Regions from separate parts of the Macaca mulatta genome. Here region 1 is linked to region 2. Evidence: chromatin contacts called from public Hi-C data. All regions are on one chromosome and are shown on one strand. Each heading gives the region's core, a stretch centred on a gene start, on an enhancer-like site or on the middle of the called end of the contact. The rest is flanking DNA. Distances are from core to core; before and after follow the strand shown. Region 1 holds the start of MCM9 (minichromosome maintenance 9 homologous recombination repair factor). Region 2 holds the start of ASF1A (anti-silencing function 1A histone chaperone).

Region 1 (3,981 bases), core at 541-3,040, 42 kb after region 2:
CAGTGTTCTTATCAGTGGTCAAAAATGCAATATGAATAGGAGCACAAAGGAGAGGGAGGTTAAATTTAAATAAGGTGACGATCCCAGGTAACTGGACAGTTACAAACAATCTGTCCAAATAAGAAACACTTATTTGGTTTGGAAAGAAATTGAGCACTGGAGAAGAGGTGTACTTAAATTTGACTTATTTCATTTGTCCAACATTTATTGTACTGGGCTCTACAAATACGAATATTAAAGGAGATTGCTATAAAGTTCGCAGTTTATCATCCAAAGTATGTGTTATACACGCTGTCTGCTATATTTTGCTTTCTCTGAGAACCTGCTATTCCGCAAGGTGTGAAAGGTGTAAGAAGTATATACAAGTTAGGTCAAGAATCCTGACAACTATAGGAGGCCAGGGTGAGAGTAAGAATGAGTAAATGTATATCCAAGACAATGAGTGAAAATAAATTATGGCCTCCACGGTAATTTGTTTTTGGTTAAGCAATATAAATTCAGCCAAGTGTAAAACAGAAAAAGTACTTGGGAAGGAATATTTCCACAATGTGGACTTTGCAAAAAAAAAAAAAAAAAAAAAGAAAATCTGGACTCCCAAGAGTGGCTACAAGAGAATCACTATGATTTTATTAAAGCATATTAAGTTTAGAGCCACAAATTTAGCAATTTGAAAAACAGCTCCACACAAGGCAGGAAAAGGGCAGCAGCAGAATTCAACGTTCAAATTAAAATTTTAACGTTAGATTAAATTTTGCCTAGTTAGGCCAGCATTTCTATGGTTGTATGGACCATCGTTCTTCATTCCCTTTCAACATCTACGCAAAACTGTCTAATTAACTGTGCTACAAGCAGTTTGCTAACTCAACGCACCTACTACCCACCCAGATACACACGGGAGGCAATTTTTGTTTTGGGAAGGGTCATTTCACAACCTTCACGTTCTCTTTCCTTTTCTTATTGAATATTTGGGGTCAAAATACAATCATTTGCTTTACTTTGTCCTCTTGATCACAGCGAAGCGTCGAAAAGAAGAGAGTGCCTAACTGCACTGACATTCCCCAGTTGTCTCCGGAATCGCTGCAGCCCCGCCCCGCCCCGCCCGCCTGCACCTGCCGGGAGCCCCGCCCCCTGCGCGCGGGCTGGCCGGACGCGCGCCCTCGGCCCCGCCCCACTCCCTCCGCCCCTCTCACTGCGGGAGCGCGCCATTTCGCGCCTTCTCCCCGCCGCTGGGCTGCCCCAGGGGCGCCTGGCAAACGTGGAGTCGCTCGGTTTTGGAGGCATGCTTTCCAAACTTTCTAATTCAGAGGGTCTCTGCGCGCAACCCCTGCCCCACGACACGTTGGTAGTCTCTGACACTTCCCGGGCTCTTCTCTCGGGCAGCTCCCGTGCCTGTCCGGTCCCGGAGTTGAATAGTTTTTGAAGTAATGAAACGTGAACGAGACTTGGGACGAACTGGAGAAAAACATAACCGCGAAAGGAAGAGGCGGCTATCACTTACTGGTTGTGCCAGAAGTCGCCGGGGACGCGCTGCTCCCGAGGCCGAGGGGCCCAGAGAGCTCCAGCCAGGTGGCGGGTTCGTCTCTGGCGCTAGAAGGCTGGTGGGGCGGGGTGCGCGCGTGCGCGTGGCCGCTCGAGGCGCCACCCGCTACGGGGACGCGCGGGCTCTGTCGGGCGGCCTAGCGCCTGCGGCTCTGCCTGGCCTGCGCTCCCGACCGACGCCGAGCCGCGGACCGCCTCAACTTCCCTGCCCCGGCGGCTCTTCCGGGTGGAGACGAGACAACGGGGCGGGGCGGAGCGGGCGGATTGGGGCGGGGCCAGGAGGGTCCCGGGTGGGGAGAGGGGCGGGACCCGAGCGGTGACTTCAGGCTGAGTGGAGAGAGCAGGGCTGTGCGGCGGCTCAGATTGGATTTTAGGATTTGTTTTTTGTCTGTCCGAGGAATTTGCCTAACCCAAGGACACAGAGGATCTCTTCTGTATTTTCTGACACAAGTTTTAGAATTTTAGGTTTTATATTGAGGTCTGTGATCTAATTAGAGCTAATTTCTCTTTGTGGTGCAAGTATGGATCTTAGGTCATTTTTTTGCATATGAATAGCGTCATTTGTTCAGAGAGCTTTCTTTTTCTCCCTGAATAGCTTTTGCACCTATGTTAAAAATCAATTGTCCCTAAAGCATCAGTTGTGGGTCTATTCTTAGACTTTGTATTCTGTTCCGACAATTTATTCTATTTCTCTCTACAAAAATACCACATTGTCTTGATTCCTGTAGATTCATAAGAATCTTAAAATCAGATCGTGTTTGGCCTCCAATTTCTTGTTCTTTTTCAAAAATGTTTTTGTTCATCTAATCCCTTGGGTTTTCATATGACTACTAAAATCGGCTTGTCACTTTAAAAAGTTGCGATTGTGATTGGAGTCACATTTCGTCTATAGGTCCATATGAGAATAATTTACATGTTAACAATATTTAGTTATGACCCTTAAACAAAGTAAGCTTCTTCATTTATTTCGTTGTTACTTCACTCAGCAAATGTTTTGATCTTTTGTCAGGTCTAGCCGTATATAGTCCATTCTCACACTGCTGATAAAGACATACCTGAGGCTGGGTAATTTATAAAGGAAAGACGTTTAATTGACTTACAGTTCAGCATGGCTGGGGAGGCTTCAGGAAACTTAAAATCATGGCAGAAGCGGAAGCAAACGTCCTTCTTTTCAGGGCTGCAGGAAGGAGAAGTGCGGAGCAAAGAGGGAAAAGCCCCTTATAAAACCATCAGATCTTGTGAGATCTCACTATCAGAGGACAGCAGGGGAATAGCCACCCCCATGATTCAGTTACCTCCCACCGGCTCCCTCCCAGGACACCTGGGGATTATGGTAACTACAGTTCAAAATGAGATTTGGGCAGGGACGCAGCCAAACCATATCACCCTATGTCAGATTTATCCATAAATCTAAGGATGGGAGGAACATATACTTCTTGATATTATGTAAATGACATTTTCAATTTTCAATTTTCCGTTTTCTTTGATAGTGTCTTAGTCTGAGTTGCTAAAAAGGAATGCCTGAGACTGAATACTTTACAAATAAAAGAGGTTCATTTGGCTTACGCTCCTGCAGGCTGCTTCTGGTGAGGCCTTCAGGCTGCTTGCACTCAGTGAAGGGGAGGCTGCCTGTGCAGATCACATGGCCAGAGCAGAAGCAAGAGAAAGGGGAGGTAGTAGTCAGGCTCTTTTCAACAGTCAGCTCTGGAGGCAGCTAACAGAGTGAGAACTCACTCATTATGCAGTGGCAGCACTAAGTTTTCCTGAAGGATCTGCCCCTGTGACCCAGACACCCCCAACTAGGCCCCACACTTGGGATCCGATATTAAGATGAGATTTGGAAGGGAGAAATACTCCAACTATGTCAGATAGTATGTAAAAATATGATTGGGGGTTTTGTTTTTGTTGCTGCTGTTGTTGTTGTTGTTGTTGTTGTTGTTGTTGTTGTTGTTACAGGTTCTTGCTCTGTTGCTCAGGCTTGCGTGCAATGGTGTGATCGTGGCCCACTGCAACCTCTGTCTCCCAGGTTCAAGCAATCCTCCTGCCTCAGCCCCCTGAGTAGCTGGGTGATATGGTTTGACTGTGTGTCCCCACCCAAATCTCACCTTAAATTGTAATCCCCAGGAGTCTGGTGGGAGGTGATTGAATCATGGGGCGAACTTCCCCCTCGCTATTCTTGTGATAGTCAGTTCTCATGAGATTGGGTTTCTTGAAAGTGTCTGGCACTTCTCCCTCACTCATTCTCTCTCTCCTGCTCTGCCATGGTAAGATGTGCTTGCTTCCCCTTTGTCTTCTGCCATGAATATGTTTCCTGAGGCCTCCTAGTCATGCTTTCTATTAAGCCTGCAGAACTGTGAGTCAATTAAACCTCTTTTTGTCATAAATTGCCCAGTCTCAGTTAGTTTATAGCAGTGCAAAAACAGACTAATACATTGGAATTAT
Region 2 (3,850 bases), core at 1,302-3,801:
TCTATGTGCGTGTGACCCTGGTGCTTCTCTGTAAATCTAAATTTCCCCTTATGAGGATGCCAGTGAGATTAGATTAGGGCCCACCCTAACCACCTCATTTAACTTAATCTCCAAATACAGTCACATTCTGAGGTACCAGGGATTAGTCCTTCAACATACGAATTTGGAGGAGACATAATTCAGTCTAAAACAACAAGTAACTAGTTTCATTTATTTTTGCCCTAAGCACTAGCTTAGGCTTTGTTCATCTTAGAGCTGATAAAATCTCTCTTAGCCACCATCCTTCCCCCAAGTAACCCATAGTGAGAAGCGACTGGAGGATTACATTCCATGCAGCCCTCCAAACATCATGTGGGACCCCCTTGGGTACTTAATAAAGGAAGATATTCACAGTGACCCATCTGTTGTACAATTAGCTGTTTGGGAGTCATCAAAGTTGTTCAGCAACAGGTCCTATTGATTGCCTCTGAAACCAGACAGAGGCTTTCACAATTCTTTTTTTCCTACAGCATACCAGTTAAATTAGAAATATGCCAGGAGATATCTGAGGAATCCTTTTGGATCTCTCCTGGAGTAAGGTAGTGTCAATGGTGAGGAAACTATTGAACAAAGTGTTCAACGACCCTTTAGTATTTCTGACAAGCAATAATACAAGAGTTAAGACAGGAGAAGCCTGGAGCTAATTCTTGCAGCTTCCAGTGAAATGTCGGGGAATCTTTTCTTCTTAAATACTGTTGTATATGGTATATGACGTGTTAAACGAAAAGTTTCAAAGAAAATAAGCCAAATTAGTGGTATCCAGGTAGATCTTCTCAGTCCTTCATGCTGCACATCCACCAAAAGTGAGTTTTATAACGAGTCTCACTGTAACACTTACGGTCAGACTGCAAAATGCACCTGATTTTAACAAGCATAAAATGTCATTTTTATGAGAATGACTAGACTCTCCTCTTAAGAGTACCTGTAATAATCACAGAGCTGCATACACCAGTCTCACAGGAGTTTTAATCTTCAAATGGTCATTTTACCTTACACATACAGAGTGTCTTACAGCATATAGCAATTTCCACTTTATCTTAGCTAGTGTTAGAACCAGCACCAATAACAATGAAGAGTATATGGTTTATCAGTCACAAAAATCTGTGTCTATCACCATGGTTTGACTCTTAATACTCTAATGTCACAAACAACTGGCTTGAAGAAGTCTTTCCTGGTAGGTCCTATATCTAACTGTTCAATCCATGACAAAAAAAGGGAACTCTTCCCCACTCTAACTGGTCTTCCTAAATGTAGGAGGGGCTGACATTAGCTGTCTCACATTAACTTTCAAAAGACCATCAGATGAAAACGTTTCATCAAAAGCCACCTACTTAAGTATGAACAATGCCCAAAGAATGACAAATCAACATTCTGGGCACTATCCTAAGAGAAAACTCTTCCAGAGCAGATACTTCAGAATTAATTTTCTCTCTGAATTTGGCCAAGTTTGGTGGTTTCATTCACAACATTTAAGGAAAAAAGTGACGGTTTATGGATAGCAGGTAATAAAAACAAATCTTTATACCACTTACTAGTAATAGAAACGGTTTAGGCTCACAAATGTGTTAAAGCTTTCTCTTTCCCCGCAATGGTAGTCAAACAGCATAAACGAATCAACATTTCCTCAGTTCAGATCTCAACTGGTTACAGGCAAGCAAGGGCTCCTCAGAATTTGCTTTACTAATGGTTTAGGTCAGAAATTTTTTTGAAGATCAAATGTCTTGCTATGTCTTCGTGTTCTTTTCCCCATCTCTATTATGTGTGTTGCCCTGTTGGTCTCCTGACACTTCCATTTTCTCCTTTTATGTTCCTGCTATGCTCTCCCAATGGCAGTAACCTAGGGTATAACTGATCACACCTCTTGTGATTTTTTTCTTATTCTAGGACTTTCCAGATCTGGACTCCGAAGAAGACGCCCAGGTGTAAGCCCAAAGGTTACCTATTTAAATTTTCCAAGCACAGTGTGTGGAAAATCATTCCTCGCCCTTCATTTTGTGTTGCTTAACGGCGCTGTCGTGCCTAAACGTAGATACTGGCCAAGAGCTAGATTTCCAAAATGGCTTTGCTCCTTTCGAGCTGACATCGGTCTATAACATGCAATTTATTTCCCCTGCAGGCAATCTTTTTCTCTACTCCAACTACTACCCGATACACAGAAAGCTGAACCTAACCCAGTGTAAACACCGATTCTCATCTGCTAAATTCAGCAAGGCCGGCAAAGCTGTTGCAATGATGTAAAAAGAGCGTTAAAAAATTAAAAAAAAAAAAAAAAACACAAAAAACCACAAAAAAACAAAAAACGCCAAAACACCCACACGAAGCCAACCGGAGGGGCGGGCGTCGGCCGAATCGCGCCCTCCCGCCGCGGCCACGCCTCCCCGCCGCGGCCACGCCCCCGCCGCCCCTCTCCGCGCCGCCGCCGGCGGCCTCCGCGCGGGCCTCCCAGCCCTTATTCCACTCACTTTGTTCTCCGCCTTTGTCCTAATCCACACCAGCAGGTGGAGCCGCAGTTAAAGTTTCCGAGTCCATTCCGGGAGCGGGAGCCCATCTTGCTGGCTGCCGAGGCCCTCGCTGGAGGAGGAGGGTCAGAGCTCGGGTGCAGCCAATCGAGGGCAACGCTGCTACTTATCAGAGCAGAATGGGCTGTAGTTTAGTGAAATAGGAAAGCTGCAAAACACTGTGGAGTGCTCCCGTGTAAATAAAAAGAGGAAAAAAAAAGTTTCTCAAGTCGCCGCTGCACAACGTCGGGCCGGCGCTGGGGCGGGGGTCTGCGCTCTCCCGAGCGGCCGCGCGCTGGACTTTATTGTGCCGCAACCAGCCCCAGTTCCCATTGTTTGTGTTTTTTTCAAAATATGGCAAAGGTTCAGGTGAACAATGTAGTGGTGCTGGATAACCCTTCTCCTTTCTACAACCCGTTCCAGTTCGAGATCACCTTCGAGTGCATCGAGGACCTGTCTGAAGGTGAGTGCGGCGCCCGTGCGCCCGGGCTGTCAGTTGCGGGCTGCAGACGTTGAAAGTTTCCCGGGCCCGGCCTCGCGCTGGGCGGCTGTGTTCGGCGCCTGGCGGCCGCGGGCTGCTCTGCGGAGGGAAACTTCAAGTTGATGGTCGACGGCCGCCGAGGCGCGCGCGGCTTTCCGCCGCAGCCCAGGCGCCTGCCGGGCTCAACTTGCGAGGAACTTGTTTGAGCGGAGGAAGCCATGTTGTCAGCTTTGTCTGCGGGCGGGCAGCTCGGAGACCCGCACTCGCGCCCGCGGCGCCTCCTGGGGTCGCGCCGGGCTGGCTTAGCGCCGCCAACAGCTTCCGCGACCCTCCGGGCCCGGGCACGGAGGCTGGGAAGGGAGAGGCTGTGCGTGTGGTCGCGCCGGCGAGTTCGGAGCGGAGCCATCTTACCCCAGTCGAGAATTGGGCCAGCGACCCCGGCGCACGGCGCCTCTTCTTGCCCCTTCGCCCGCCTGCCCCCGGCGAAAGGGAGGCAGTAACTCTCGAGAGCTCACGGTGGAGTCGCCGCACTCTCCGGGCTGGCCATGCCTGGCCGCTTCGGGGAGGAGAGCGAGGCTGTCCTCGCGCTGATTTCTGGCTTCCTCGACCAACCAGCGGGGGAGGCGGGCGCAGGCTCGGCCCCTCCGCGCCGCGGGCTGGGCGCCGGCACTCCCCGGGGGCCGCGGGTCCTGTTCGGCCGGTCCTCTTCGGCCGGTGCCCGGGATGCGCCGGGATGCTGGCGCGCAGGCTCCCCAACCAACGTGGACTCCTTTCCCCTAATGACGAAAAGCTAATCTCAGGAAGAGAGAGAGAGCTGAGCTAGGAAGTTACA

The links. Hi-C and Micro-C count contacts between places; a contact is called where the count stands out from the background.
Region 1: a Hi-C map of cortical neurons shows a contact between it and region 2, with 6 times the contacts expected there. The contact joins the promoter of MCM9 here to the promoter of ASF1A in region 2. A contact is called at or near these places in 2 of 14 Hi-C or Micro-C datasets (cortical neurons and prefrontal cortex).

What each region holds. Positions count from the first base shown.
Region 1 is chr4:23,900,558-23,904,538 of T2T-MMU8v2.0, forward strand. MCM9 (minichromosome maintenance 9 homologous recombination repair factor) reads right to left here and starts at 1,791. Exons shown (of 12, transcript XM_077999315.1): 1 at 1,499-1,791.
Region 2 is chr4:23,857,967-23,861,816 of T2T-MMU8v2.0, forward strand. ASF1A (anti-silencing function 1A histone chaperone) reads left to right here and starts at 2,552. Exons shown (of 4, transcript NM_001194486.1): 1 at 2,552-3,000. The coding sequence starts at 2,892. The region is part of intron 7 of MCM9 (minichromosome maintenance 9 homologous recombination repair factor); the gene reads right to left.